Linked DNA regions of Mus musculus: regions 1, 2, 4, 5 and 6 are each linked to region 3. The links are chromatin contacts, called in public HiChIP or PLAC-seq and promoter capture Hi-C maps. All regions are on one chromosome and are shown on one strand. The core of a region is the stretch at or near the end of the contact, and the rest is flanking DNA. Distances in the headings are between cores, read along the strand shown. Region 1 holds the start of Rnf34 (ring finger protein 34). Region 2 holds the start of Setd1b (SET domain containing 1B). Region 3 holds the start of Zcchc8 (zinc finger, CCHC domain containing 8). Region 4 holds the start of Anapc5 (anaphase-promoting complex subunit 5). Region 5 holds the start of Orai1 (ORAI calcium release-activated calcium modulator 1). Region 6 holds the start of Camkk2 (calcium/calmodulin-dependent protein kinase kinase 2, beta).

Evidence for each region. Promoter capture Hi-C pulls out the DNA fragments that hold promoters and counts their contacts. HiChIP or PLAC-seq counts read pairs in DNA pulled down with a chosen protein or histone mark.
Region 1: a promoter capture Hi-C map of pre-B cells shows a contact between it and region 3, with 7 times the contacts expected there. The contact joins the promoter of Rnf34 here to the promoter of Zcchc8 in region 3. A contact is called at or near these places in 4 of 39 promoter capture datasets (the 3T3-L1 cell line, cranial neural crest, liver and 1 more) and 1 of 115 datasets of contacts at active chromatin or transcription factors (astrocytes).
Region 2: a promoter capture Hi-C map of pre-B cells shows a contact between it and region 3, with 2.7 times the contacts expected there. The contact joins the promoter of Setd1b here to the promoter of Zcchc8 in region 3. A contact is called at or near these places in 3 of 39 promoter capture datasets (cranial neural crest, frontonasal cranial neural crest and pre-B cells) and 1 of 115 datasets of contacts at active chromatin or transcription factors (bone marrow-derived dendritic cells).
Region 4: a contact with region 3 is called in a promoter capture Hi-C map of liver, with 3 times the contacts expected there. The contact joins the promoter of Anapc5 here to the promoter of Zcchc8 in region 3. A contact is called at or near these places in 2 of 39 promoter capture datasets (the C10 cell line and liver) and 1 of 115 datasets of contacts at active chromatin or transcription factors (large pre-B cells).
Region 5: an H3K4me3 HiChIP or PLAC-seq map of bone marrow-derived macrophages shows a contact between it and region 3, with 8 times the contacts expected there. The contact joins the promoter of Orai1 here to the promoter of Zcchc8 in region 3. A contact is called at or near these places in 2 of 39 promoter capture datasets (the C10 cell line and pre-B cells) and 1 of 115 datasets of contacts at active chromatin or transcription factors (bone marrow-derived macrophages).
Region 6: an H3K27ac HiChIP or PLAC-seq map of large pre-B cells shows a contact between it and region 3, with 2.8 times the contacts expected there. The contact joins the promoter of Camkk2 here to the promoter of Zcchc8 in region 3. A contact is called at or near these places in 4 of 39 promoter capture datasets (cranial neural crest, liver, maxillary cranial neural crest and 1 more) and 1 of 115 datasets of contacts at active chromatin or transcription factors (large pre-B cells).

The regions. Positions count from the first base shown.
Region 1 is chr5:122,848,194-122,851,680 of GRCm38.p6, reverse strand. Rnf34 (ring finger protein 34) reads right to left here and starts at 1,493. Exons shown (of 6, transcript NM_030564.1): 1 at 1,383-1,493. The coding sequence starts at 1,388. It overlaps Gm33044 (predicted gene, 33044), which reads left to right and starts at 1,745. Exons shown (of 2, transcript NR_169045.1): 1 at 1,745-1,848; 2 at 1,936-2,231.
Region 2 is chr5:123,140,738-123,143,820 of GRCm38.p6, reverse strand. It overlaps Setd1b (SET domain containing 1B), which reads right to left and starts at 1,628. Exons shown (of 17, transcript NM_001040398.2): 1 at 1,367-1,628; 2 at 694-878; 3 at 367-465. The coding sequence starts at 864. It also overlaps a transcript of Rhof not described here.
Region 3 is chr5:123,719,527-123,722,670 of GRCm38.p6, reverse strand. Zcchc8 (zinc finger, CCHC domain containing 8) reads left to right here and starts at 1,627. Exons shown (of 14, transcript NM_027494.3): 1 at 1,627-1,948; 2 at 3,137-3,144. The coding sequence starts at 1,741.
Region 4 is chr5:122,820,086-122,823,111 of GRCm38.p6, reverse strand. It overlaps Anapc5 (anaphase-promoting complex subunit 5), which reads left to right and starts at 1,770. Exons shown (of 17, transcript NM_021505.3): 1 at 1,770-2,132. The coding sequence starts at 1,962.
Region 5 is chr5:123,013,409-123,016,882 of GRCm38.p6, reverse strand. It overlaps Orai1 (ORAI calcium release-activated calcium modulator 1), which reads right to left and starts at 1,809. Exons shown (of 2, transcript NM_175423.3): 1 at 1,317-1,809. The coding sequence starts at 1,625. It overlaps Gm2479 (a long non-coding RNA gene), which reads left to right and starts at 1,856. Exons shown (of 3, transcript XR_387710.4): 1 at 1,856-2,156.
Region 6 is chr5:122,777,717-122,780,947 of GRCm38.p6, reverse strand. Camkk2 (calcium/calmodulin-dependent protein kinase kinase 2, beta) reads left to right here and starts at 1,538. Exons shown (of 17, transcript NM_001199676.1): 1 at 1,538-1,696.

The DNA of each region.
Region 1 (3,487 bases), core at 244-2,743, 870 kb after region 3:
AAAGCCAAGAATACCTGTGAAAAACTAATTGTCTTGACTCCAGCCTCCAGCTCCCAAATGCCTGAGATCACAGGTACGCAACACTGAAGGTATGGTTATTTTTCTTGCTTGAGAGTTTTTTACACACACACACACACACCTTACATTATTGCAGTTTGTAATGTGGCTACTTGAGATCTATCTCTCAGGGGATTGTTGTTGGTTGGTTTTCCACGAAAACACTTGCTTGGCCTCAAACATGCAGCAATCCTCCACCTCTACCTCCTAAACGCTGATCACGGGCTTGTGCCACCATGCTTAAGGGGCTCTTTTCTTTTAACTGGCAAACTCTTTCTTAAACAGGGTGATTATATTTTGAATTACCTCTACCCCATCTTGACTAAGGCAGTGAAGGTGCTGGGCAAAACACTTGCTGAATTTCTCTATCCACTTGACCCTCTCTTCAATCGTCCACAGTAAATCTTTGACACTCTGTGCAAGGTCGTCAATCTAGCAGCCCAAAGCCAACACACTTACTTCTTCCACGAGATGGATACAACACCGTGAGGGAAGACATCACCACCTTCTGACTCACGCCATTTGACTTGATTTTGGGCAAATGAATCAATGCCTGAATTGACTGCTGTACACAGCCTCTTTAGAACTCTCTGCGATGGGGTTGAGAAAATTCATCTCCCCTAAGTAGGCCAAAATCACACACACACACACACACACACCACATACACACACACAAAACCTGCCCTTTTCTGAAACTTCTATCAGTGATTCTCCCACGCTCTCACTCCCACCTGGGAGCAAGGCTGCCAAATTACTTGCTGCGTACCTAGTGGCGATGTAGACACGTCTAGCGCTCTAGGTCACGGCCACAACATTTAAACCCACGGGAAGGACTCCTTGAAGGAGGACACCCCCAACCCCCCATGGGCCACTCAGGTCCTAGCCTCATCATACCACGCAGCGCTCTCTATGCCTTCTGTCTCGTGATGCACCCCCCGAAGTCTGGGTTAGCTCAAGGACTCGGGGGAGGCAGAGGGCACAGCCATGGCCAGAGACACCGAGGCTCTTGCGGCTTAAAAAAAAGCTCGGGACCCCGAGAAGAGCACAGGGCCCTGGGAACAGGGCCCAGCGGGCTGAGACCGCAGGGCCACTAGCCGCCTCCTCGGCCAGGACGCCGGAGGGCGCTGTGGGAGCTCGGGAGGGTCTGCTGCCTGGCCTCTCCGGCTGGAACCGGTCGGGGCCCCACACACACTTCGGGCCGGGCGCCCCGCTACGTGGTGGTCTCTCACGAAGCCCCTCTGGGTAACCGCTGAGACGGAAAACAGGAAGCGCTCTGGGCGTACGGGAGAGGCAAGGAGAGCCTCCCGGCTCCACCAGCCCCTCACCTTCATGGCCGCGACCGCCTCGGCTCGGTCGGCTCTACCGGGGAACTCAGCACCATAGCAGCCTCCTCACACAACGGATCTTCCTTCCTTCTAAGGCGGCGAATGCGGCGCCTCCCGAGACCCACTGAGCGTCCCTACGTAAGGGGGCATGGCCACGCTCGGCTCACGCCCCGGGAAGACGCCGAGCGGCGGGCGGAGCCCACCAATCCGAAGCGGGTCTTCGGGGGGCCCGATCACCAAAGCCAATGAAATGGTGAAGAAGGGGCGGGGTTTCGGGCGCAGTCTTGCGAGCGAAGGGGAGAGGGGAGGGGCGGAGGGAAACGGGGCGGGGCGAAGAGGGGCGGGGCGGGGCGTGACGCGACGTGACGCCCGGTCTGTCGGAGAGAAAGCCGCTCAGGCTGAATTGGCTTCCTATTTTGGGTGGATAGCTTCCCTCGGCCCGAGGCAGAAAAAGAGCTGTGGTGAAGTAGGAAACACTGTTGGTTTGAAGCTTTTATTCTAACCTGCGGAGCAGGGCCTCTCTCGGGCTTAACCCATTCTCCGAATGTTCTAGATCTCATCACCAGGAGAACCTCGGATCTCCTCAAGGAAGAGGGGCAGCACGATCTAGGGCGAGCCATTTAGAAGATGTACTGAGAACGGCTGAAGAACCAAAGGCTGTCCAATTCCAATTCTTTGTCGTTCGGTTCGTATGTGTGTGTGTGCGGTTTTCTTTTTAGACAAGATTTTTTCCTGGCTGTGCTGGCCAGAGAACTCCCAGTTTACACCAGGCTGGCTTGGAACTCAGAGAAATCATGCCTGCCTCTCTGCCTTCCGAGTGCTTGAGATTAAAGATGTGTTCCACCACAACTGCGTCCAATTGATGTAATGTTCAAATTTACCCAAGTACTAACTAACCCTTTCAAAGAATTCACATGATCCCTTCAAACTGACGTCGGGGCAGAAAAACAAGTGGCAAAAGATGGTATAAATTTCTTCAGCCTTGCTGGATTAAGGCTTTAATTAGTTGGTTTTCCTACATTTCTTTCTCTCACTTCAAAATAATATTTGAGGTCGGGCGTGGTGGCACACACCTTTAGTCCCAGCACTTGGGAGGCAGAGGTAGGCGGATTTCTGAGTTCGAGGCCAGCCTGGTCTACAAAGTGAGCTCCAGGACAGCCAGGGCTATACAGAGAAACCCTGTCTTAAAAAATAATAAAATAATAATAATAATTGAAATTTTAGAGCTCAAGATGTTACTTCTTCCTTAGCGAAGACCCAGACAACTCCTATTCTTATAATAATAATAATACTTTAAAATTCTTTGTATCTGGTTTTGCCTGCATGTGTATCTGTGCACCACATGTGTACAGTGATCAGGGAAGTCAGATGAGGATGTTGGATGCCCTGCAACTGAATTACAGTTGTGAACCACTATGTGAGTGTTAGAAACCAAACCCAAGTCCTCTGTAAGAACAGCAAGTGCTCTTAACCGCTGAGCCAGCCCCTGTTCTATTCTTTTTCAACATCTGCTTAGATGAACTTTTTGACAGAACACGAATACAGCTGGGTGCAGTGGCACAGGCCTTTAAACCCAGGATGGCAGAGGCAGGTGAATGTCTCTGAATTCCAGACCAGCCACTTTACATCGTCAGACCCTGGCTCAAAACAAAACAAACCATAGCATGCTATGTCCTTGGACTATGTCAAGCCTATTTTTCTTCAGGCTCTATTGAGATAATGTAATATCTTGTCTGGCACTCAGGAGGCAAGAGGCAGTGGGTCTCTGTGAGTTCAAGAACAGCCTGCCTACTGAGAAAGCTCCAGGACAACCAGGGCTTACACAGAGGACAAGAAGAAAAACTATTAGACAGTAATTTTTCTGCTCATCATCTAGGCAAAGAAATTAAAAGCCATTTGCTGGTGGGGCTAAAGATATGTTTCCCATCAACCACATGCCTGCTGTATGAAGACCAGGATCTGAGTTCCCTCCTTGGCACCTATGTAAAAATCAGGTTTGGTGGTATTCATCAGTAATTCTAGTACTCTGTGGGTAGAAGCAGGAGGATAGCTGAGTTTACTGGCCAATTTAGCATAATTGGAGAGCTCCAGGCTCAGTGAATGAC
Region 2 (3,083 bases), core at 379-2,878, 580 kb after region 3:
TATCCTTGCTGCTGGATCCCAGACGACCCTCTGGTCTAGGAAGTTGTCCCCTTTAAAGCCAAAGGGTTGGGAGGGGGGCGGGTCCCTGAGCCAGGGCCCTGGGTGCGCAAGGACCCAGGTGGGGACCGGGAGCCCCCAGCTCTGCCGGCATGATACAGTCTCAGTGCCCTCGTTACAGTTTCTCCGAGTGTTATTTTGTTTACAGTGGCCCGGAGGGGACACCCCTCTCCCCCCTCCCCGCCAAAACTTCCCAGTCCTGGACGGCGGGAACTAAGAATCCGGCTGGGCTTGGTCAGGACTGGCGTTATTTTCGAACTCGGGGAAGGAGGGGGGGAGGGACCATAAGACAGAGAGGAGGGGTCCTACCTTGAATTTGGGCACAGACAGCTCCAGCTCCTTGTTTTTGGTCCAGATTCCGACCACCCGGGGATCTTCCACGATCTCCACCGGGCGGTTGCTGGACATCTGTGGGCAGAGACAGGGGGTTCAGTATAGAAGGGCTGGCACCCTCCCCAGGGGCAGGGGCAGACCCCCCCCCCTCAAGGCACCAGTCCCACTCCAGGCTGAGGGGAGGGAGTCCTGGCTGACAGTTGGCCCAGGTAGCTGGAAGAGGGGTCCCCCTCCGTTCGCCTCTTGTCTGGGGGCTCCACCGGGGGTGGGTGGGGGTGGCGGGAAGGCGCGCCGGCTACTCACGGCCAGGCTGAAATGCTGCCCATCGTAGCGGTACAGTTTATGGTGCCCCTTTTTCAGAGCCGGGTCAATCATCAACTTGTAACTTCTCCAATGGTGGTTCCTCCTCTCGCCCGAAGGGCCGGGCTGCGGCGGGGGCTGCTGGTGGTGGTGGTGGGGGTGACTGTTCTCCATGCCGTTAACCCAACCTGAAACCCAAGCAAGTTGTTGTCCTCTCCGACGCTTCTACACATTCGCCCGAGAATCCAATCGGCTGGCCCCCACCCCCCTCCCACCTTACCAGCGCGCCCCGAAAGCTTGTCTCGCTGCCTCTCCCCCCCCCCCCCGCCTCCCGAGGAAAAAAAATCTAAGAATGGAGCGAGAGAATAAACCCTTTCCGGAGGGTTTACGCGCCCGCCCGCTCGGCCACCGTCTCCGGCTGGCAGCGAGGGGCTGCCCGGGGCCCCCGCTGCGGGCTGGCGCGGTCCGGGACGCACGGAGGACGCGGGCTCCGGCCCATGGTGCCGCCAGCCGCCCGGCGTGGCGCTCGGCCCGGCTCGGGAGCGGGGCGCGCGGCAGGGCCTGGCGTCGCCCGCCCGGGCGGGGGCCGGGGGCTCGGGCTGCCCGGCTCCTCTGACCGCGGCCTCTCTCTCTCTCTCTCTCTCTCTCTCTCCTCCCTTCCCTGCGCCGCGCTTACATCCCCGCCGGGCGCCGGCCTCCCTGCGCCGCCAGCCAGTACATGGTGTCCCCCGCGGGAGCCGAGGCCGGGGCGGCCGGACCGGGGGCCGGGATGGGGGGGACGCCGCCTTAGCGGCTGCCGGGCCCCGAGCTGCCGCTGCCCTTGCTGCTGCCGCCGCCGCTGCTGCTGCTGCTGCTGCCCGGGAGGCGGCTGGCGGCGGAGGCTCGGCTCCCAGTAGCCGCACATCCCACAATACACCGCTAAGGAGCCCGACCCGAGTGCTCACCCTCCTCCTCTTCCTCCTCCTCCTCCTCTTCCTCCTCCCCTCGCCTTCCTCGCCGCTTCCCCAGGCACTCTCCCGGCGGCGGCAGCTGCGCCGCCAAAGCCCCGGGCCCCAGCGGCCCCCCACCCCTCACTCGCGCGCTCCCACACTGCCTCCCCCCCCTTCCCCGGGGGGAAGGCCTTTTAATTTATTTATTCTGCTGGGACTGAGGTGGGGGGCTTGGCTGACGGGGGAGAGGGGGGTCTCCACGGCTTCTATCTCCCCCGCGGCTGGGGCTACCCTTCCAGCTACGGAAGACTCCACGGTGTGCGCCCCCAGGGCCTCCCAAACTGTTTCCAAACTGCCCAGGCCGGTGGTGGACGCGTGGAGTCTCGGCGAAAAGGGCTGGGTTTCGAGTGGGGGGTGATCGTGTGTATGACTACTAGAAGCCTGGAGGGGAGGCAGACGTCGACCCCAAACGAGTTTGCAATCGAGGTATCTCCGATCCCGCTTCCTCTTTGGCCCGCACGCCCCCTCCCTCCCAGGAGCTGTGCTGGGGAAGGGAAACCAAGGTTTGGAACCACACTAGCCTTCACATTCCTGGGAGGATACAACCCTCGCCTGGACGGGGAAGATAGCTCTTTCTCTTTATTTTTTCGTTTTTATTTTTTGCCTTTCTGTTTTTATTTTTGGAGGGGAGCGCCCAGTAATTGTCTTGAACACATGCTTCTCCCTCCCTCCTTCCTCCAGCCACCAGCGACAGAGAGTCCCCTTTTTTGCATTTATCATTTTCCTTCCCCTTTCTTTATTAAAGGTCCGGGAGTGGCGGCGGCCAATCAGCGCTCGGCTTCCATTTTGTGAGTTCAACTCGTAGGCTTCCCCGGCTTTTCGCGTGGATCTGGTTGCAGACGCCCTCGGTCTCTCTTCTCGGGCTGCCGAGGCGAAGCAGCCGCCTCGCCGGGGCTTCGTGGTGGTGTATTTCATATTGGGGCTCTTTTCGGGGTTTGTAATTTGGCCGTGGGTAGGTAATTGGCTGGAGCAGGGCGGCAGGGTGCGGCAGCCAATCAGCGCGCGGCTTCTATAGGGCTTGAGTTATTAGACGCTGATCTCAAAACATCCTTCATCAGACTCCAAGGAGAGGCCAACAGATGAGGGAGCCATTTTTCTGCAATGGAATTAAATGGCCAAGTGGGTTTTTCCTTTGTTGCAAATGGGGAATGCTTTTCCTTTGACTCCACCATCCAGTTCAGGACGCCTGAATGTGTTTAACATTTGCCAAAGGACTCACACTTGGAAGAATGAAGACCTTTTAAAAAGATCTGGATTTTTCCTTATGACTTGGAATCCATCTTTGTCTTGTATAACTAGGTCATAGCACACTATTAATGTCAGCAGTTAACAGTTTTGAATTCAAAAAAACCTAAGTAAATGACATATTTAATTTTTTTCCTTTTTTTTTTTTCTCGGGTGGGT
Region 3 (3,144 bases), core at 378-2,877:
CATCCAGCCATACATGAAGTGAAACACCAATGCGTATAAAATAAAAATAAAATACTAAAAAAAAAAAAAAAGTTTTTGCTTTGATATATAGGACTTTGGGGAACAATTTAATATCCAGACTGGTATACTTTTGAAAGTTGAACCAGGAATTTTTTTGAGGTCAGGGAACAAGAACAATGGTAGCTGAGCTAGTTCTTAGCTTATGTGGCTTTCTTGCTAAGGCTGGATGGGTCATCAAGTGATAATTACTTGTATCTATTTTTACCTTTATCTTCCTGATATAATTTGATAAAAAAAAATCAGTGAGTGGGTGTACAACTGAGGATTTAAAGTAGGAAGGTGGTGGTAGCTTAAGTCTTTAAACCCAGGACCTGGGAGGCAGAGGCTGGTGAGTTTGAGGACAGCCTGGTCTACAGAGCTAGTTCCAGGACAACCATGGGTACACAGAAGTTCCAGGTCAACCACGGGTACACAGAAAAACCTTGCCTCTGTGTGCATGCGTGCACACACACACAGACACCATACACACACACAAGCTTAGATTTCTGATTCTAAATACTCTTTTATAAGATTATTTTAAAAGATAAATAATTGATCTTTTCATTATAACTGCAAATTGTAGCCTGGTAGTACAAGAACTGGCTGAGAAAAAGTAGCTTGCTTGCTTACACTTAATCTATTATAATTTATTTAATTTTTTTTTTCACTTATAATACCTAAGACTTTCAATCTTGTAAAAGGTATGGTGTAACATGCTGGGTTTGGGGGGGGGGGTTGTTTGTTTTGTTTTTGGGGTTTTTTTTTTGCTTGTGTATTTATTATAATCATTCACTTACAAAATGTAGCCACATTGTAATCTTTGTACTACTTGGGAGATTTTGCTGGAAGATATAAGTTATGGGAGAAGTAATAAAGTTGTTGACGCTTGTTGAAGCCTTGCTTCACCGTGTGTGTGTGTGTGTGTGTGTGTGTGTGTGTGTGTGTGTGTGTGTGTTTGTGTCTGTCTGTCTGATTTACATTAATATCATCAACCCCTCCTTGGATCACTAAACGCGCTACAGGAGCTGGCCTCCAACAGAGACCATAACTAACCTGACATTATTTGTTACAGGTTATAATTTCCGGTGATTTTAACATGTGATGACGAAAATATCCATTCAAATCCAGCGGCATATGAAAGTAGAAACATAATAAAGGGTTTTCTGGTTTTTCTGTTTGTTTCGTCCCTGATAGGAGTTCATGAGAGTAGGCAGTGGAATAACTTCATTTTTCATTCATTTACAAATGAAACAAGCAAAATAAAGTGGCTTGTGTCTGAGAGCACATTTATCTACGGCAAAGGTAGAGTTCCTGTCTTCTCTTTTCGACGCTGGGGAACCGCACCACATTTTGTCAAAGCCATGTATCCGGCTTTGATTCCTTCAGCTTTAAACGCCTAACGGGGACAATCCATATTGTTTTAACTCATTCAGAACCGTTTTTTTAAAAAGAGCAATCCCAGTGTGCAACGCAAACAATGAGTCCCGTCGCTTAGAAACTACATATCCCAGAATGCCACGCTCTGTGGCCCATTCGGAAAGAGGCATGAGGGCGGCCTTGGCATTCTGGGAGTTGTAGTCTCCGTCCAGGACCCGCCCCTAGACGGCTTTGGAGGCCTGTGTGTGGAGAAAAGCCTCCAGGGAGAGCGGCTCTGGCCTCCAACCTTCGCCCCCTGCCCTCCAAGCTTTCCCACAGCCCAAGATGGCGGCCGGTGTGGATTTTGGCGACCTAGAGCTCTTCGAGGCGTTTGACCCACCAGAGGAGTCGACGCCGAAGCCCGTTCACACCCGGTTCAAGGACGACGAGGAGGAAGAGGACGACGACGACGACGAGAACGGGGTGGGCGATGCGGAGCTGCAGGAGCAGCTCCGGCGCTGCGAGGCCACCATCGAGCAGCTCCGCGCCGAGAATATCCTTCCGGCGCGATGGGCCGGGTGTCACTTGGCACTCGGGGTCTGGGTGGCGGCGGGCGGGGGACACGGCGGAATTTCCAAGAAGATTAGCATTCGAAGTCCTTCCTCCCGCGACCTGGCGGGCGGGCGGGAGTCTCGGTCCGGTTGCAGAAGCTGCATCCGCGGCCCGCGCGCGATCCCTTCCCCGCGAGCGTCCTCCAGTGCACACCACCCTGGCCCCCCAACTCAAAGCTGCTCTCAACTGTTGTGACACTGGAGACACTTCTCTCCCGGTCTTGGAGGTCACCGTGTTTTCTAACTTTGCGTGCCAAGCTCGAGAAGAGACGAGTCGTAGTGTAGTTGTGCGTTTGAAGGTGCGGGGCGTCGCAGCCGGGGAGTGGGATGATTTGTGGAGGGACGAAAGCTACGAGTGCCCACTGTGATGGAGAATCGGGGCGCGGGGGGGACGACCTTAAAGATTTAGCATGCGAAGAGACTTGCTAAATTGTCCAGATCGTTTTGATTTCTTGAGCTAACTTGCCTCCCGGTGCTCCGGGAAAAACGCGCCAAAATTCCCTTTGACTTTATTAACGTGATTATAACGTTTGTGGGTTTGCTAGTATGTTAATTTCCCGTTCTTAGGTAGTTTTGGTTCAGGTAACTTTCCTTTTGGAACTTAGCCTGAACCCTGAGCATGGTTGTTATGTCAACTTTTGAAGTTCAAGTCTGATTTTTTTTTCATGAAACCATTTTCCGTGACACACTTTATTATGAAAATTTATAAAATACTAGAGAGTTGAAAGGATTGTGTATTTCATATCCGTAGGGGTTCTCTCACATTCTTGCAAACATTTTGCTATATTAACTTTATCATTTATCTTTATGCTTTGACGTGGAAATTTTTCTTAATTGCTTCAACTTGTTCCGGGAACACCGCGGTCTAACTGAAATTTTTGGTTCATCTCTTAGACTGTTTCTGAACTCCAGGACCATGTCTTAGAATATATGTTCAAAGAGATGAAGACCTTATTTAATGTTCAGGTCCAGTTGTCCTGCCCTCGGCAAAACATGTACCCAGTGTTTTTCCTTCAAAGTACTGATTACGGGGCCTTCCTTTACATTTATGTCATTTGGATAACAAAAGTGAAAGTTTTAGTGGTTGGTTGTTATGTCCTGAGGACTGATATTCCTTAACCAGTAATAACATCAAGAA
Region 4 (3,026 bases), core at 521-3,020, 900 kb after region 3:
GGTGGCTCACAACCATCCGTAATGAGATCTAACACCCTCTTCTGGTGTGTCTGAAGACAGCTACAATGTACTTACATATAACAATAAATAAATCTTGGGGCCAGAGTGAGCAGGGCCAGAGCAAGCAGAGGTCCTGAGCTCAATTCCCAGCAACCACATGATGGCTCACAACTATCTGTACAGCTACAGTGTACTCATATACATACATAAATAAATAAATCTTTTAAAAAACTTTAAAAAATAAAGAGCTATGAAAACTACTGAGAATGACTAATCACTGATAATATTTTTATTTTAAAATACTTATTTATTTTTATTTTATTTGTACGAGTACTTTGCCTGCATATATATCTCTGTACCACATGGCTGTCTGGTGCCCGCAGAAGCCAGAAGATACTGATGGACCATGTGGGTTCTGGGAACCAAACCCAATTTCTCTGCAAGAACAGCAAGTGCTCTAGTGCTCTTAACAACCGGGCTGTTTCTTCAGCCCTGATAATAATACTTTAAGCTCTAGAGAACTAAGTGTCTTGAGAAATACAGATAAGTAGAAGGGGCATTGTGAAAAGTCAGACTGAAAATACTGTAGACCGGGGGTTGGTTTTAAGAGCTTCATTTACCTGATGTTGGACTTTGTAGTGACTTAGGTGGGATACAGATATCCATTCACAAGAAGGTGGTCTTACCTTTTGTTTCACTATGGGTATCGCACTTGCAAACTGACACGTAGCTGCCTACAAATGGCATTTGTGAGATGTTGAAGAAAAACATGGGCTCTTGTCCTTACAAAAGGAGAATAAGGACAGGCATGGTGGCTCCCTACTGCTAGTAGGGAGGCAGAGGCAGGTTCTACAAAGGGCTGCATGGTGACACCTTGTATCAAAAAAATTTAATATGAGTGAAAAAAATGCTTTTTGTTTTTGTTTTTCTAGACAGGGTTTCTCTGTGTAGCCCTGGCTGTCCTGGAACTCACTCTGTAGACCAAGCTGGCCTTGAACTCAGAAAAGAAATCTGTCTGTCTCTGCCTCCCACGTTCTGGGATTAAAGTCGTGTGCCATCATTGCCTAGCGAAAAAAAAGTTTTTTGAGGCAGGGTCTTCTTAACTATGCAGACCTAGCTGGCCTGGAACTGGCTTTATAGACCAGGTTGGCCTCGAATTTATGGAGATGTGCTTGCCACTGCCTGTGCCTCCAGGTTGCTGGAGTAAGAGGCAGGGAGCTATCACATCTAGTATGCAAATATAATTTAAACATGCCAATTTAATCCCATTGCTTTTAAATACAATGATTTAAAAATGTCTTTTGGGCAGGGTAGATCATTCAAATCATCTCAGCTATTGTCGCGAGTTCAAGGCCAGTTTATGCTACTTAGTAAGTTTTTTTTTTTTTTTCTCCAAAAGGGGAGGAGCATCGCTTCAGCTGAAGGTCTTTGTTAAGAGAGCTTCCCTGGTATACACATATACAGGCGAGGTGTCTTGTTCAATTTCGTGTACCGCTAGAGGCAAAGATGCAATTAAATGGGGGCGAGAAGGAAGATCAAATTAAATAAATACACGCGTGGCCTGTAGTTCACGCTGTCTCTGATCAAAATCCCTGCGTCTTCCTCCCAGATCCCTGTCCACGTCGACTAGGAACCTGGTCGCCTTGGTTGAGCGTTTCTGTAGGGAACCGATTTGCCATAACACCATTTATGTCCCACCCCCTCCCCTACCCCCGCTCACTACAGGTTTGGCTGTTTTGATTGGCTGTCAGTCTTCCTTCTGGTCTTTGATTGGTCGAAGGCACCGCCGGGGTGGGAGAGGGACACTGAGGCCCCCGCTACTGTGGGAAACAGTCTTGGGCGGGTTAAGGTGCCGGGCGGCTGCAGCCATGGCGTAAAGGCGGCTCGTGGGCGCGGCGCGTGGCAGGCCTGGAGAGGGCCTGTCCTTGCCGGCGTCCACGAAGAGCCAGGACTTCAGCCCGATGATGACCAACGGGGTAGTGCACGCCAACTTGTTTGGCATCAAGGACTGGGTGACGCCCTATAAGATCGCCGTCCTGGTGCTGCTCAACGAGATGGGCCGCACGGGCGAGGGCGCCGTCAGCCTCGTGGAGCGGCGGAAGCTCAACCAGCTGCTCCTGCCCCTGCTGCAGGTGAGGGGCGCCCGCTCTTTCCCGCCCATTACCGCACGCGCGCGCGCGCTTCGCGTGGGCCCCGCCCTGAGCTGGAGGGCAGGGAAGGTCCAGCCCCGGGGGAGGGGCCCTGGGGGCGGGGCTTCATCTTGTCACTGAAAAAGAACACTAGCAACTGCATGATATTTCATCCTAAGCTAACCGGCATGGTTTAACTCTTTTCCTATAAATGATAAGTTTTGAGGGTTTTTTTTTTTGTTTTTGTTTTAACATATAGGTTCTTTTAGTTTGGTTTGTTTGTCTTTTTTTGTTTGTTTTTGGGTTTTTTTTGGTTTTTCGAGACAGGGTTTCTCTGTCCTGGAACTCACTTTGTAGTGGTTTGTTTTTCTTTTTTTCTAACTTGTTTATTTATTATATGTAAGTACACTGTAGTTGTCTTCAGACACCCCAGAAGAGGGGGTCAGATTTCATTACAGATGGTTGTGAGTCACCATGTGGTTGCTGGGATTTGAACTCAGGACCTTCAGAAGAGCAGTCAGTGCTCTTAACCGCTGAGCCATCTCACCAACCCGTGGTTTGTTTTTCAAGACAGGGTTTCTTTGTGTTGCCCTGGATGTCTTGGAACTCGCTCTGTAGACCAGGGTGGCCTCCAACTCAAGAGATCCCCCTGCCTTTGTCTCCTGAGTGCTGAGATTAGAGCTGTATACCCAGCCATACAGGCAATCTTAAAATAGTATATGTCAAATACAATTTCCCAAGAAGTCGAGTTGGGTTACCTACATCTAGAGTGGTGTAAACACTGACTTTCTAAAAATGGCCCCAGTGAGTAATTTTAAACCTTGTCTAGAGAAGGCTCTGCTTCTGGGTTAGCCTTCCTTCCCCAGTTCAGAAAACGATGAAATGTGTTTATACTCA
Region 5 (3,474 bases), core at 560-3,059, 710 kb after region 3:
AAAGGGCTCCTCCTCCAACATCATTTTTTAAAGTCGGTTTTAAGGTTTTTTTTTTTAATCTGCCATTTAAGAAATCAAGATCTGGGGAGAGGGAGAGAGGTAGAGAGGGAGAGAGAGAGAGAGAGAGAGAGAGAGGGAGAGAGAGAGAGAGAGAGAGAGAGATTGATTTGCCTGAGGTCATACAGGCAAGCAGCAAGTGGCAGAGCTGGGAAGGGTAATTTATATCACACCTCCTGGCCTTTCCTCTCTGGCCTAGTGCACTGTGGGCTTCTAAAGCATCCGGGCTCACAACTGTGTTGATCCACTTGTTTGCAGGCGACAGGGAGAGACCCAGACAACACTCCCTTCCCAAGAAAACCAAGGGTGCCAACCACTCCCTTCCTCAAGGCCAAAGGCTTAGCTAATTCACGGGGGGGGGGGGGGGGGGGGGGGAGGCGGCCGTGATGGTGAAGGGGGGGGGCGGCAGACCCCACTGATGTAGGTTGATGTCATCGAAAGATAATAACAGCTCCAGGCAAACTCCAAGACAGGCAAGCCTGAAGGTATTCCTAGAGTTAAGGTCTGGTGCCTAACCTGCAGCCTCCAGGGGCGCCTCCTGCAGAGGCTTCGTACCACCTTCTTGGGACTTGAGGGGAGGAAAATATGCCTACCTCTTCATCAAGCAAGAGCCCTTTCAAGGGGAACATGTCCCACCCTCCTCCCCCACACCCAGTGACTCAGAGGCAAGTTTCTAGAGAAGAAAATGAGGGTGGGGAGTGGCACTCAACCCCTAGGCTGAGGCTCTTGGAAAATGCGGTGGGGTGGGGAGTGTAAAAGGGAGTAAGAGTTAGTGGAGTATGGGGAGGTGGAACGTATTGGGAAATCCCCTCCAATATTTGATAAAGTCTTGTTAATACCTTCCGGCCTTAGGTGTGCGAGAAGGCGCGGCCACAATGTAGCTCATCTTCATCTCCTGACACCTGTCCTCAGTGGGCTGGACCTTTTGCATCCTTCTTGTCCCCCTGATTACATGCAGGGCAGACTTCTTACATAGCAACTTCATGAAAGCAACATTCTTTGTAACCCTAACCTCTTTGCCGCGACAAGGTGCCCGTCTAAAAACACCTGCGCGTGGGTATCTCTATCTCTGGTCGTCCACCTCGCCCTCACAGCTCAGCAGCCTCTGGCTCCCCTCCGGCGCCTAGGACAGCTTTCCCCAGCTCTTCCCCTCACCCCAGGCACGCCCAGCCCGCTCCCAACTGTGGGCCCCGTCGGGGCTGCGGGCGGGAGCGGCCGAAGCAGGAAGAGGGGAGGAGGGCAGGGAGGCCCGAGCTCACCATGGCGAAGCCGGAGAGCAGAGCCGAGGTCCGGCTGGAAGCTTTGAGCTTGGCGCGGCTTAAGTAGAGCTTGCGCCAGGACAGCGCCTGCATCGAGTGCTCGTTGAGGCTCATCACCTCGGAGTAACTCTGGCCGATCCAGTCCGGGTAGCTGACGGCGGGTGGCGGCGGCGGCAGCGGTGGGGCCCCCGAGGGCTCCCCGTCCCCGCTGCGGCGGCGGCTCCGGCGGCTGCCGCTAGTGCTGCTGCCGCCGCTCACGGGAAGCTCCGGATTGCTGTGACTCGGGGGCGGGGCAGGCTCCGGATGCATGGAGTACGCTGCGAAGGCGCGGCTGGCGGCGAGCGCCTGAGAAGGCTGCGGCCCCGGGGCCGGGCCGGGCCGCGCCGCACCTCCGCCGGCCTCCCACTCGAGCCGGTCTCCCGCAGCCGGACGCACCGGATCCGAAGGCCGAGGCACTGGCTGCAGAACCGCTCCGCAAGTTCCAAGCGGCCGCGACCGGAGCCTGCGTGCCGACCGGCGTCCGGTCCCAAGCCGGCACCTCCGCGAGCTCCACGATTGGCCGGCGACCCGAGGTTATTTGCATACGCCACACCCACGAACACACCCCGCCCACAAGGCGGTGGGCGGTGTCCGTGCGAGTGACGTACCCCGCACCGCCTCCGACGGCTCCGCCCCCAGCCCCTGGCTCGCCTTCCTGGAAGCGCCCCACGCTGTCAGGCCTCGCTTCTCTTTGCAGCTGCTCCTGTGGCTTTGCTCCCGGAGCTCTTGACTTAGGCCATCCGAGGTCACCTCTGGGCGCCTCCTGAGGCCTATTTCCTCCTTGGAACAAGGTGGCAAAAGGTCTGTTGGAAAAAAGAGCAAGCGGAGGGCTACTAGAGTTCAGTGAGCGGTTATTGAGCGTCTATTGGGTGCCAACACGGTCCCAGGCACCGAGGGCAGGGTGTAGGCTTGTGATTGAGACGGACAAAGTCGATCCCGAAGATGTTATGCGTGCCTGGAGTCCCAGCATAGAGGAGACTGGAAAACAATGAGTTTGAAGGAGGAGTGAGCCCTTGCCTCGAAACACAAGAGGGACAAAATTCCCTGCACCCTTGCAGCCAACACTCTTGTAGAAAAGACACACAAACATCGAGTCAATTATAGTTCAGGAGACTGTAAATGTGTACAGAAAAAAAAAAGATAAAAAAAGGTGGATAGTAACAGGGTTTTTATTTTAATTTTAGAATGCTAGCCCCCGTTTGTATTTATTTATTTTTGAGACTACATAGCTCTGCCTGGTTTGAAACTTGTTATATAGACCAGGCTGGCTTCGAACTCACAAAGAGCCATCTGCCCAAGCCTCTGGACTACTGCCATTAGCATGTGCCTGCCATTAGCCTGTGCCTGCCATTCCCAGACCCCTCCGTAGCGTTTTCTATTCTGCAGGAGGCAGACTAAAAAGGTTCACACCTTGGGAGTCTCATCTGAGCTGAGACCTGGGCCAGCAAGATAGGCGCCAGGACCTAAGGGAAGAGGAAAATAGGGAGGTTCAGGGTGGGGCTCAGGAGATACCGGTAAGGTAGGGAGGGCACTGGGCTAAGGAACTTTAGGACACGTTAAGAGCAGTCTCACCGCTTTAACCCCCAGCCTTCAGAATGTTTCTTGGCACATACTCCACATTGAAGAAATGCTTGTTGACTGAATACATGTGGGAAAAACAAGAACAAATGATAAATTTAGATCCCAGTCAAATAAATCCTAAGCATGTGGTGTGGCACTCCAGGTCTAACAGTGTGAGAGTTAAACTCTTGTACAACCGCTAGAGGGCAGCCCTTCACTCAACCACATGGCACAAAAGAGAGGCCTCCTGTGGAGTTTCTGAGATTCCCCTAGCTGCTGCCTTCCCAGGTTTACAAAGATTGAGAACTTGGGGCTGGCATGGTGGCACAAGCCTTTAATCCCAGCGCTTGGGAGACAGAGGCAGGGCAAGAGGATCTCTGAGTTCTAGGCCAGCTACATAAAAGACTTTGTCTCCCTGGGCAGTGGTAGCGCATGCCTTTAATCCCAGTACTTGGGAGGCAGAGGCAGAGGCAGGTAGATTTCTGAGTTCGAGGCCAGCCTGGTCTACAGAGTGAGTTCCAGGACAGCCAGGGCTATACAAAGAAACCCTGTCTCGAAA
Region 6 (3,231 bases), core at 289-2,788, 940 kb after region 3:
TTTCCTTACCGTTACCTCCTACCTGGTAGGCAAGTCCTCTACCTCTGAGCTACCCCTCTAGCTGCCTACTTCCGTCTTGATGTCAGACCATCATGCATCTAACATGAACCGATTCTCTTTGACGTTCGCACAAGCTTGTGTCCATAAGCATACACCGTGTGGAGGTCATAGAACATGTCCCTCTTGAAATCAGAGCATCTGTGCTTGCCTCTGCACCCGTCCCTTACTGGAGAGAGGCTATTATCCACCCTCTAGGGAAGAAATGGGGAGAGTCATTAGACCCTCACCTGAGATTACAGTTGCTCCCGCCTCTCCTCCTGTGCAGACCTCCAACAGCACCTGGCCCCGGGAGATGCTAGAGAATATAAAGGGGTGGGTAAACGAAGGAGACACTCCTTCTGGCAGGTCACTGTCCATGCTGGAGATGAGTAAGCCCAATAAACCCATTGGTTCACCAAGCTGGGCTTGGATGTTTTTGATCTGTTGTCGGCGCCCTATTTTGGGTGAATAGGCATTTGTTCATGTCTCCTCAGGAAGTCAGTCAAGAGTGGGGCTTAAAAAGACACGCAAACTGTGCATGATACTGTCTCCTGCAGCTTGCTGTCTTACGCTACATGTTTTTGTTTTCCTTTTCCTGTGGGGGTACAAATAGATCTAACAGTCCTTTTAACTATTGTGTACTATTCCACTTCGTCTCGCTCCAGTTGCTACTACTAACAAATAAATGGAAGAGCGCTTAGCAGTATCAGAGGTGGTCATCTCATTAGAACGCTCATTGAGTTTATTTGTCCGGTCCTGGGGACTGTTTGTGAGTGCCCAGCCTAGAAATATGGCAATAATTTATTGAGGGCTGAAAATCGACCCAGTTGACAAAGAGCTTTGAATTCTTAGTGAATTTGACATCTCAACCCTTTGGCTGCCGGCAGAAACATGCATGCAGACAGCCACTGGTGAACATCCGAGTCTGAGTTCACCGGCCCCCCACATCCAAGGCCACCGGGTGAGCGAGCCCTTGAAATACCCTTTTTTTTCTCCGTTGTTACCCAACTGGGAGACTAAATATTTTAAGGCTCCAGCAAAGTAAACCGTCAAAAAGGGGAAGAATGTTTGGTCAGTCTTGTGGAGAGACCTAGAACTTCGCTGGGCTGTTCAGAGTGAGTGATGCATTTTAGGGCGAGCCTGCAGCAGTGGTCAGAGGGGTGGTGGCTGCGGAAGGGTTTCCCCATAATGGGCGTTGCCCCGAAATCCAGGGAGGGAACCGCCAGACGGCTCCTGGGTTTTCCCCCGTCGCCTTTGGGGGAACTTCTCCACGCTCAGGGACAAAGCGGCGTGGAGCATCTCGCAGGAACCGAGACCCACTCCCAAACTTGCGGCCTGTTCGCCCCTGCGCGAGTCGGGCCTCGCTTCCTGTCGCCTCCTTCCCCCCACCCCCCCTCCCGCCTCCACCTCCGCCCCGCCGCTACTTAAGTCTCCGCGGGACCCGGCGCGCGCGGCCGAGGCTGCGGCGGGCACGCGCGCTCCACGCCGGGTCCTTGGCCAATCAGCAAGGAGCCCGAGGCGCCGCCGCGCCGCGCGCGAGCCGAAGCCCGGGCGGCTCCTCCCGTGGAGAGCCGAACCGGACCGAGCCGAGCCGAGCCAAGCCGAGCCAAGCCGAGCCGGGGGCGCAGAGCGCGGGAGGCGGCGGCGCGGAGCCCAGGTGAGCTGGCCCGAGGCGGGCCGGGCTGAGTCGGGGGTGGGTGGGGGAGGGACGCAACCTCCCCGTGGGTCTTTGGGTCCCGGACGCGCGCGGGAGCCGGCAGACACAGCCCAGAGGCGGGCCCCGAGGGGACCCCACGTGCGCCGCCCCGCGCCCCGCCACGTGGAGGGCTGCGCCCCCTTTCCCCCTGGCCTCCGGAGCCGGGCGGCGCTTGGGGTCCGGCGGCAGGAGCCGGCCAGGAGTTCCGCACCAAGGTCCGCCGGCCAGGGCGGTCCCGGATCCCAGCGATGGCCTAGGCCACCCCTGGCGCTTGACAGGTGCGGAACCTGAGCGCGCGGGAGCGTCCCACCTCCGCAGGCTGCCAGGCACGGGGAGGACCCTGGTCCTAGGGGCTTGGACCCGAGTCTGCCCTCTGATCACCCCGACCTCACAGGCCGACTTGATCCTTTTGACCTAAATTTACCTCTGGGCTGCAGCGCGCGATGCATAAAGAGTGCCTGCCGGCTCCCTCTGGCACAGCCCTGGGGTGGTGGTGCCCCGCTATCACCGGGGCTATGCCAGGGTTCTCCCCACCCCCTGAATGCCCAGTTTGGGAAACGGGGTGTTTTCACAGCTCTGTCAGCCTCCTCCCCGGCTGCTCTCACTTGGAGATGAAGAGGTGGCACTTTGCAGGGGGATGGAGCAGGGGGTGGAGGACATCTCAGGTGCCATGGGCAAACAGCCTCCTGATCTGGGGGTGGGTGGGTCATGCTCCGCATTCATTACCCTAGATGCAACTTTTACCTTCCTCAACCTCCTCTGTGATGTTCCCCCAGTCCTGGAGTAGAAACTTCAGGTGCCCTGGGGCATTAATGATGTCTTTTACTCCTCCTCCTGACTCTGCCCCCACAGGACCTAGAGGAGGATTGCTCTGCCTCCCCACAGCTCCTTTGTTCTTTGGAAGTGGCAGGGGCTGCCGCTGTTCCCAAACCCACAGAAACTGCGGTTTCAGAATAGATCGTGCTATCAGTGTACAGAAGCAGCTTCAGTTTGCCCGATCCCCCTCCTTGTACACTCTACTGCTGTACACTTCATCAAAAATGTCATATGCCGGGCCATGGTGGCATACACTTTTAATCCCAGCACTCGGGAGGCAGAGGCAGGTGCATTTCTGAGTTCGAGGCCACCCTGGTCTACAAAGTGAGTTCCAGGACAGCCAGGGCTACACAGAGAAAGCCTGTCTCGAAAAACCACAAAACAAAACAAAACACAAAAACAAAAGAAAACCCCGTCATATGATGAGCCCCTACCTTGGATAACCGTAATTACATTTTTCATTTATGCCAGGAATAGAACCCAGTGCCAGCAGCAGGCTAAGCCCACCTTTAACTAGTGAGCTTACACTCCCACCCCCTCATTAACATTCATTGAGTTCTTGATGTGTGGCAAATAACTTTATCTTGCCTGGGTCATCTCATTTGATGCTAACCCAAATCCTTTGTGGTGGGGAGTTTTTGGTCACCGTAGTTGAGAATAGGAGATTAAAGTGCCTAGTA